2 separate regions of the Rattus norvegicus genome follow, and region 1 is linked to region 2. The links are chromatin contacts, called in public Hi-C maps. All regions are on one chromosome and are shown on one strand. The core of a region is the stretch at or near the end of the contact, and the rest is flanking DNA. Distances in the headings are between cores, read along the strand shown.

The links. Hi-C and Micro-C count contacts between places; a contact is called where the count stands out from the background.
Region 1: a Hi-C map of liver shows a contact between it and region 2, with 4 times the contacts expected there. The contact joins the promoter of Fas here to the enhancer-like site in region 2. A contact is called at or near these places in 4 of 12 Hi-C or Micro-C datasets (kidney, liver, mammary epithelial cells and 1 more).

The regions. Positions count from the first base shown.
Region 1 is chr1:241,208,438-241,213,729 of GRCr8, reverse strand. It overlaps Fas (Fas cell surface death receptor), which reads right to left and starts at 1,575. Exons shown (of 9, transcript NM_139194.3): 1 at 1,492-1,575. The coding sequence starts at 1,521.
Region 2 is chr1:241,073,949-241,079,205 of GRCr8, reverse strand. The region is part of intron 1 of Ankrd22 (ankyrin repeat domain 22); the gene reads left to right. Among named protein-coding and RNA genes, the nearest start is that of Ankrd22, 7.0 kb to the left of the region's middle. Within about 2 kb of position 2,350, at least 1 of the 93 cell types and tissues checked has an H3K27ac peak or open chromatin away from gene starts, as enhancers often do. A contact at or near this core is called in liver, where this site is marked.

The DNA of each region.
Region 1 (5,292 bases), core at 326-2,825, 140 kb before region 2:
TACTTCTAGCAGATGGGACATAGGAGACTACCTGTAGTGCCTATTAATTAGCACACCAAAGCACACTCGTGTACCACAAGTGCCTGTTGCACATCTCTAAGTGCATGCTAGCATTCTAGCCCTGCTCACTGTCTCCCCTACCCACACTCCCTCCAGCTCATGGGCTTCCCCCCCAGCAACTCATTCAACTTAAAATCCTGCTCTTCTCACTGTGATCTCTCCCGCTCTGCCCCTGCTTCTCTCACTAGGGTTTCTCTATTTTCTATCCACTGTTATTTTTCCCTTCTGTCAGTTAGCCCTGGCCATGTGGAGTCTGGTGGCCATGTTCAGTTTACTTCTTTCTATGTTCTGGGCTCTTCCAGATGCCTCTGGTCATTTTCTCTTTCATATCCACAATAAAAACTTTCCTCTTAGCCATACCATGGTCATGTGTGTGTGTGTGTGTGTGTGTATGTGTATGTGTGTGAGTTTGTGTGTGTGTGTGTGTGTGTGTGTGTGTGTGTGTACACAAGCCTTGGACTTAGATCTGAATTCAAATGCAGCTCTGTCATTTGCTAGCTGTTAGATCTCTGTTGAATGCTTAAGCTCTTCGAACCTCATTTAAGCTTTCAAAGGGAGGAGAGACTGTCTTCCTCCCTTCTCCACTGCTGTGAAAAACTGATTTGAGATCTCTGTGCCCCGGGGAGTTTTTAGGGACATAATAAACTCAGAACTGGATTGAATCCCTTTGGTTGGCCATTATTAACTGGCATTTGTGCAGAGGCCAAGTGCTAGAGGGTTCTTATTTCTGTGCCTGCAATAGGCATGGGGAGCTGGGACTCAGAGCCCTAGGATTACTGGGACAAACCTGTTGTGAGAATACCAGGAGAAAGAGGGTGAAAGAAGAAACAAGACAAGCCAATATAGAAATATCCACCAGTCCGGCCTCCCACAATTTCTCAGCTGAATTCCCGGAAGGGAAGGAGATTATTCTTTTTTTTGTTGTTTTGTTTTGTTTTGTTTACAGGAGTGTAAACAAATCTTTCGAGGCAAAGATACTTTGAAAAATCTTTCTCTTGGGTTGTAAACACCACCCTGGAGTCACTCACTTCCCCAGTTGAGCAAACTGTCAGAAGTGTCAAATACCACACAGCCTCACTCCACACAGAAAACTCCTCTCCTGCCCCAAAGTGAATCTTTGCCTGGGCAAGTCTCTAGGCCAGTGTCCCTCTCCAGCCATGCCAAAGCCATCTAAGAGCTGGTCAGCACCAATCCGTTCCCCACCTCCAATCTTCCCAGAACAGCGCTGGTGCTGGGAGATCGCTGGGAAATCCGAGCCTGGGGATCAGCCCTGAGCACTTAGCCTGGGGAGAGAGAGAGAAGGCAGCTACCCCGCATTTCTAAGCATCTGGATCTGTGGAGTGGCTGTCATCCAACGCCAGCCACATCTGGATTCTCACGTAGTGGTCCCCAGTGTGTAGCGTCCCACATCCCAGGCGTTCCAACGCTTACCAGAGGCAGGACAGCCATGATCCACAGCATATCTGCAGAAAGAGAAAGCAGTTCCCCGCCTAGGGCAGTCTGTGAGCCCCACCCACCAGTTCTAGACTGCCTCTGGGTGTGTACTTTGCCTGGGCCCGCCCTCTGGCACTCACAAACCGCTTCACGCCCACTCTGGGCTCCCCAGAAATCGCTTTGAATACCTGTATGTCACTTTTTTTGAGGGACCAGATACAACCTTTGTAAAGCCCCAGGGGTTGCGAGGAAGTTCTGCTAGACTCCGGGGAAATCCACTGATTCATCACCTCACTGATGGGGCCTGAGCAGAGGGAGGCCCCAAGCAGGGCTTGATTGCATAAATGGGCATTCCCCATCCTGGGCGCTTCCACAGTCACGCCCTCAGGTCAAGTAAGATTTTTTTCCTCCTGCTGTTGCTCTCCCTAGAAAGAATTCTGAACTCCTGATTGAATTGGACTTTGGTTAATTGCTGGAGACAAAGACCATTTTGCCTTCTCTCAGCCTTCAGTATTGTGTCAGTGACAGGACTGTTGGGGAATGGGGGGGGGGGCAAAATAGATCTTATTAGGGAAGAGGAATAAAATAAGTAGTTATGATGGGGGATGGGAAAGGAGGAGGATGAATGGGAATATAGGGAGAGACAGCTAAAATTAAAAGGCATTTGAGGGATAGTATGGAAACCTGGCAGATAGAGTATATGAATATATGAAGGTTATCTGTAAGAAATCACCAAGTGACTGGAGCAATGGCTCTAGTAATTAAGAGCACTGACTGCTCTTCCAGATGTCTGAGTTCAATTCCCAGCAGCCACATGGTGGCTTACGACCATCTGTAATGGGATCTGATGCCCTCTTCTGGTGTGTCTGAAGACAGTTACAGTGTATTTATATATATAAAATCAGTATTTAAAACAAGAAATAGCCAAATAATGGAGGCAACAGAGCTACATGTGGACATCTCTCATCACCAAAGCAAGTTTCTACTTCCTTGACATCGAATTGAGCTGTTGACCAGAAGAGCTGCCTGAGAATTCTCAAACAATGCAGCCAGTTGCCGAGACTATAGACCGCTCTCCACAAACTGACACCCACACAACTCATCGAATACGGAGAAGTTGAGAGCAAGAAGAAAGTGCCTCCGTAGAGCCTTCATCCCTGCATGCTAACATCTTTGGTACTGGAAGATACTCGGCACGCATGCTACCAAAGGACAAAGGTAAACATCACCTCCACCCCAAACCCAATGGTGTCCTACCTGAAAGATATGCTAGTACGTAGAATGACACAAAGTGGGTGGGAGCAACCAGCCAGTGTTCGATTTGACTTGTGGCCCCACTCCACAAGATGGGACCTAAAGCTGACACTAATGGAGAACCTGAGTGTAGATAGCCTAGGGGCCTAGGGATAAAACCAAATACCTGTTATAAAAACAGACAGACAAACAAACAACACGCCCATTCTAATAAAGTGACTCCTAATGCAGACACCCACCACCAGATATTATTCAGAGAGAGAAAGCTACTGGAACACTCAGTCCTAAATGGGATGTCTCCATCAAATCCCTCCCCTCAGGGCTCAGGGAACCTGAAGCAGCACGCACAGGGCCTGCATGGATCAGCACCAGGGCCTTTGAATATCTACTTATGTTTAGTGTTTTTAAGGGATTCCGGAGTATGCAAATGAGCTCATCTCTGTTTCTTATGCTTTCTCTTGGGCTCTTTTTCTTCTGCTTGTTTCGTCCAATTGCAGTGTGTTAGTTTCTGTTTTATCTTAGCTTATTTTATTTTCTTATTATGCCTTAGAAGCCAGTTTGCTTTCAAACAAGACAGAAAGGGAATGTCTAGATGGGTGGGGAGGGGAGAAGGAGCTGGAATGAGAAGAGGGAAGGAGCCATAGTCAGGATATGAATCTATCAGAAAAAAAAGGGCCTATTTTCAATAAAAGGGAAAAACCTCATGCTCTGTTAGACCTTGTTATTACTTCCTCTTTTTGACATGGATTATTTCCTGACCAATTTTCATTGAAAAAAAATTCTTATGCTTCTTTTCTGCTCTGGTTCATTTACACTGTTCAAAGTCACTGTTGTTTTGGAAAAGTGGATAGCACTTTAGTGTTGTGTGAAAGTTCTGGAACAGTGGTTCTCACCCTTCCTCGTGCTGGACCCTTTAATACAGTTTATGCTGAGGTAATGCTCAACTATAACATTATCTCATTGCTACATCACGACTGTAACTTTTCCTCTGTTGTGAACTATAATGTGAATATCTTCTATGCAGAATATCTGATAAGTGAGCTCTGTGGTGGTTGAACCCCATAGGTTCAGAACTGCTCTTCTAGAAGGTAAGTTTGTTCAAGGGCAGCCCCAAGAGTTTCCTGTTCAGGAAGAGGTTTCTGGACTCCACCTCTATGGGTCAGAATGTCTGCAAAATCCACTGAGTACTCACCTCCTCTTTCCACTTCTCCTCCTCCCTTAGGATCCATCTAATTAAGAACACACACACACACACACACAAAACACACACACCACACACACACACACACCACACACACACACCACATACCACACACACACACACACACCACACACACACCACACACACACACACACACCACATACCACACACACACACACACACACACACACATGAACGCACAAGAGATGGAGAGAGAGAGAGAGAGAGAGAGAGAGAGAGAGAGAGAGAGAGAGAGAGCATCCTGCAGCACTCTTTTCTGGAAGTGTTTTTAGTGCTCTGAATCTAGGTAGTCTCCCTCCTTCCCTCCTTTTCCTCCTTTTCCTCCTTCCTCTCCTTCCTCTCCTTTCCCTCCTCTCCTTCCTCTCTTTCCTCTCTTTCCTGTAGGCTTTCTGTTCCTTCATTCTGTTTGGCAGGTGTCACTAAACTTATATCCCCCCACCCCACTCTGACCCCCACCCCTCTTTCCTCTCCCCTCCCCCCCACCACTTTGCATTATTTTCCTGTCGGGTGTCACTGCCATGAAGAAGCCTCAGGCTGTGCTTTCCTACAAGTATTCCAAAATTGAAAGGAAGGGAAGAGCAATTTGAAATTAAAATTTCCATGCAGAAAGGAAAGGAAGGAAAAAGAGAAGGGAGAAAGAAGGAGGAGGGGGGTAGTAAGGGTGTAGAGCACAAGTTCTAGGTAAAATCAACAGCTTTTGGTATGAACTTGAGTCAGCAGCTTCATTGAATCATTACTACTTTTCAACTTGGCGAGGTGAGTGATTATAAAATTACTTTAAAGGCATTTACCAGGAAAGGCAGACGGCCTGAATTCAATCACAGGGACCTCCATCAGAAAGTGAAAGACAACTCTTAAAGGGTGTCTGCTGATCTCCACGTGTGTTAACTATGCCACACACTACACATACACACACAATAATAATAAAGCAAAAAAATGCATAGAGCATCCTCATCTGTGATTTCTCGTCGTCTTTAATATGCTAACGTGTACTGTATCATCTAAGAGGGTGTGAGTATACATGCTCTACGCTGAAGTTCTTTCTTGGGAACCTTTGGAGGAATATCTATTGATGGAGCAAACCTTGTTGATATTCTGAGGAGACTTTGCACTGGCTAGTTTTTGTCAACTCGACAAACACAGTAACCTCACGAGAGGGTCTCTCAGATGAGGACTGCTTCCATCAGAACATTGCTGACTGACGCAGGAAGGTGAACAGTGCCGCCCCTAGGCAAGTGGCTCTGTGTTGTGTAACAAAGAAATCTGAGGTGAGCAGTGTGTTTTCCTCACTTCTGTTCCAGGTTCTTGCCCTGACTTTGCTC
Region 2 (5,257 bases), core at 1,101-3,600:
CTTTAAATTAAATACAAAATAATTCGTGCCCCAGGGAAACCTGAATGGGTTTCCACTTTAAACGTTCCAACAGAAAAAAAATAAAAAAATTAAGAATGTCATTGTCTTGGAATAGTCTAATTATTGTCAGAGGGGATTCATGCCCATTATAAATATTTTACCCCGTTATGCAAAATGATCTAATTAAAAAAAAAATCCTTGAAGCACTCAGTGAGAATTATTCTGGGTAGAATTCTGCAGTTTGCTCCAAGAAAGGCAAGGTGCAATACAGGCACAGTCTCCGGGTCTCAGTAGGGTTCCCCTTCTGTGCCTCTTAACGAATTAAAAGGCACAGAAAAATCTCCGGTTCAATAGGTAGCCCCTGAGAAATTTCGGCTATCACAAACAGCCGCAGCCAGAGTCAGAAGTTGAAGAAAGGTTTTTAGGGCAGGGTGAGGATACAGTCACATGCAGCAGACACAGAGAAAAAGACCCTAGACAAAGGAGACCCGGATAGGGAAGCCAAAAGTCCAGTCTTTTCTCAATGTCTGTTTTGTTTTTTAAGTTTCTGAAGAGTTTTCCTCTCCTAAGAAAGGATCGGTCAGTTTAAAGATAGTTAATTGGCCCACAACTGTTGCATAACAAGTCCTGATCCCAGCCTTGAATTTGTTGAGCCGGGCTACAGCAGGGGGTAGACAAAAGCCTACAAGGCTTTGCAAGAAGCCCTCGGGTTTTCTCAGATCAGGAGGGAGAGGAAGAAGTCAGCCATCTTGGAAGTTTGCTCATTTTATTACTTAGCTAATGGGGTGGGGCGGGTACCTATCGGCCCGCCCACCAGGGAATCTGTCTAACTCCTAGTCTCTTAGTACTTACAGCAGTGTTAATTTTACTAAGCCTCAAAGAAACACACGGAGCAGATTTTTCCACAGTTTAAAGTCGTCTTCACGGTTTCCTGGCCTTGTGCACCTTGCTCAGGCCCTCTTCCTATTAGACCACTTTTCTCTGGTCCGCTTTGCTGGCCTCTCTTTCAAGTCCACTCTTCTCCATCCTGCTAATTTACGCGTGAGCCATGGTAAACCACCACTTCCCCAGGTGACAGACAGGTTTCCCAACTTCTGCTCTGGGCCCCTTCACCCACCCCTTCTCCAACCATAGATTTGCTGAAGAGACTCCGGCACCGCCTCAGCCAGCTGTCCGTCATGACGGCCTCCACACTTGGTGATTAAAGCCATTTGGTGTTTTCATTCAGCCCAGACACTAGTCATTAGGGATGCACCAATCCCTCCACCCATGTTTCGAAGTCTCTTCTACCCTGTCCTCCACCCTCCCCCCTAGTCATTAACCCCTTCATCTAGGTAAACATCAATGTTATGTCTCTACCAACCCATGACTACAAACCCATGTACTTTATGACAAACATCTATTAAAACGAAGTGTAGTGACCAAAGGTGTTTTTGTTTTTTATGGCTAAAAACTATTTCAGCCAATCTACAGTTCTTTCTACTGAATTTACCTGTCTCTTCTCCATAGACCCCTTCTAGGTCATCAGACTAACTCATTTTTGCCCTGTCCTGCTATTTCTGCACTCTTGTTCAGCAACCGTCCCCTGACTCATAGCCATTCCTGTGCATGGTAATTGGATCCGTATGCTTCAGTAATTAGAAAAGTGGCTAGCACTAATTGAAGGTTTGGGGTGACGCAGTCCCAAACAAACTGCTTCGTCCACACGGCCAGGTTTAATTCTTTCTGCAGCATTATGAGAAGGAACAGTTAGTGGACGGAGGAGGAAACTCAGCAGAAGCGTTTAGAGCGTTTAGATAAATTGTCCAAATAACACCTCGGCAAGGTAGGAGAGTGAAGACTGGAACACAGGAAGTTCGCACGTGAAGCTTGTACTCCTAATCACGAGAAAGCACCATTTCCCACCGAAAGGCGCAGAATCCTGGCCGGACCCTGTATGTTATGCACTCCCTGGCTGTTTTCCCTGCTAAGCTTACTCTAGCTTCCTCTCCCTGAGAGTTGTTCAAAGACAGTATACGGAGTGTTATGAAATAGGACGCAGCGAGGGGGTAATCCTTAGTGGGCCTAAGCCATGGTGTACCCCTGGGAAATTACACCATGTGACAGACCCAGTGTAAAAAGAGGTTTATTGGGGGAGGGGGGAGGAGTGAGGACTTGGGGAATGGTAGAGGCAGAAAGGCAAGAAGGGAAGCAGAGCCCTGAGGGCAGAGAGAATGGGGAAAGGAGGGGGAGGGAAGTGGAGAGGAGGGAGGGAGGGAGAGGGAGGGAGGTGTAGGGGAGGGGAGGGGAGGGGAAAGAGAGAGGGACAGATAGGAAGTTGGGCAGCCTAGGAGCTGCTCAGTGAGAGTAGGCCAGTGCAATTGCCTGTACACTAACACTGAGGCCTCTGTGTGCGTGTGCATCCTCTTGCCCTGTCCTACGAAAACTGTTAACTTCATGGCGGTTACGACATTTAAATCTTCTTTTTTTCTTAAAAACTTTCCTATTTTGCTGTTAGGTTATCTCTGGTTTCTAAAACTGGTTCTTGGTTTTTTTTTTTTTTTTTTTTTTTTTTGTTTTGTTTTGTTTTGTTTGTTTGTTTTTTCTGGGGATGGGTGTTGACTTTGTGTAGTCAGGCTGACCTCAGATTGATTACATTTATTTGTTACACAATCTAGTCAAGCTTCAAACTCTTGTTTCTCCTGTTTCTGAGTCCCGAGTCCTGGGATTATAGGCAGCTGCACCTGTGTTCAGCATTTTTGTTTTGGTACTGTAGATATTTCTAATTCTAGTTTTGGGAAAACATTTGAATATATAACCAAGAACTATCACATTGGCCGTGGGAGGAGGCTAATCAGAATCCTGAGTGTGTAAACTATAGCTTACTGTTGGTGGAAAGTCTTGCAGCTAGAGAAATACTTAAGACTGAAGTAATGGGAGGGAGGGAGGGAGAGAGAGAGAGAGAGAGAGAGAGAGAGAGAGAGAGAGAGAGAGAGAGAGAGAATGTATGTCAGCTGTGCTTCATAGCTTAGCTCATGTCTCCTTCACCTATGAGCTATGTGACTTTGGATGAGGAGACAATCTCCCCTCCTTTCACCCGTGCTGAGTGAGGATAAAACATTACTTACCTTATAGAGCCTTTTCGAGGATCCTAGGAATAGCTGAGATACCCAATAAGTGTTTATTCATTTTGGAATTCATTCATTAACTCATTTGCTCATGAAGAACACGTTGAATGCCTATTGTGTCCCAAGCTGTGCTAAATGCTGTTATACAACAAGAAAGCATAGACAACAATAATCGGTGTTTTAAGTTCAGGCTAGTTGGAGAGGGGACCTCCAAGAACATTGAGGGTCTGTTTGTAGATGCTGTCACAATCGCAGATCAGGAATTCATAATGTATTTGCTCACCCTTTGAAAAGGAAGAGGTCTGAGATTGCACGTCAGTATACCCGAGGGCTCCATTGTTCCTCGTGCATCTTCAGTGTGGGGAGGATGAGCTGGAGGCTGGATGGGTGACACAGAGAGACACGATTCAGTCTCAGGTAGAGAGTAATGAACTGGGGTGTGATTTCTGAGGGTGACAGAGAGTTGGTGCATACAGGGGGATTTAGAGTTTTAGAGGTCCCTTTCCAGGTGGGATGACTCTAAGGTGAAGTGCCTTGAGGCCACAGGATCTTCAATAATACAGAATAGCTTTTCTTTCTGCAAACGGATTCAGCTGTCTTCTTGTTCCTCTCTACTTTATCAGCACGTCTCGTTTTAACATTTATCTAACATAGCAAACTGCACACTTAAGAAGTACTGTGGAATAATGTAACTCCTGTACAATATATAGTGACCAAATCAGGTTTCTATTAAATACTTATCATTTATGCTGGCAACATCGGAATCCCCATTTTCTACTTATTTATAAAATATATAACAAATTGCTTAAAACTGTAACTACCCTTCCATGATGGTAGATGGCTCTTCTGCTTCCCGTGTGCTTTTCTGATGCTGAGCTGCCCCCTACTGGAAACAGTATGAAATAGCAGGGAATTTATTGGGTTCCACTTCACTGAATGCCACTACATTATCCTGGTAAATTATCCTGTGCTATTTGAGCTCATTGAAGAGCTGACCCTGGACGTGGAGTTGCCCCTGCCATATTTCAGACAGAAGCCTGTTTGTCTCTAAGTGTCCTCCAAGACCACTTTCCAGGGACAGTTTGGCCTCAGTAGGCTCTGTCAATGAGAGAAAGAAGAACTCCAAAAAAAAAAAAAAAAAAAAAAAAAAAAAAGCACAAAGATGAAACATTGTGAAGAGCAGAGGCTACTGTTGTTTATCTCGTGGTGTTGGTGGGAGACAAGGTAAAACCCGAAGTTCAGCCGTGGAGGCTCACCTATGGGGAGAGCTCAGTTGGGACACCCTCCACCCCAAACCCCACCCCCAAGCTGCCTACCTCATTTTCCCCAGTTGCTTTCTGCTGGATGTTTACCAGCCTTCGATTTGATGAGGTGACCTAGGTTTATTTTTTCAATCAGTTCACTTCAGCCATCCCAGATGTGAGTTCCGGACTTGATCTTTTGCTATCTACATGACGCTTCTATCTGCTACTTGAGTATTTGTTCTTTCGTTCAATATATGCTTAATAAACTGACTCATTTGAAGCAAAACAATGGCTATTGTAGATATTTCTCTGAAGCATACAGGAGATTAAGTTCTTAGTCACCGTTTGTACCTTGCCCCTGATAACTCTTATTAAAGAAAGCATTACATTGGTGGTTTGCTTACAGTTTCAAAGGGTCAGGCCATTATCATCATGGCAGGAGCATGGCAGTGTGCATGGCTCTGGAACAGTAGCTGAGAGCTAGCCACATCATGTCATGTAGGCAAGAAGCAAGAGAGAAAGTCTTGCAAAGCCCACTGCCAGTGACATACCTCTTCCAACAAGGCCACACTGTTGTGTTCAAATCCACTGGGAAAGACCAAAGACAGATTCAGTTCAAACTTAGAGCAAAGGAATTTATTCTTATTGCTAGCAGGGCAGCACCCTTAGAATCAAAAAGCATGCTGTGCCAAAAGAGGCTAGCTGAGGGATTTATAGAGCTTATAAGGTAATTGAAGACTATATTCCCGTCTCACAGCAATAAGCAAGTGGTTAAATAGCAAGTTTACACAAGCTGAAAGCAAACAGCTAAATACCTCATGGCAGGAACACGACTGTCTCATTTTATTCTTTTTCTCCTCCTCCACCTTCTTCCCTTCCTCCTTCTCTTCCTCCTCCTCACCCTCT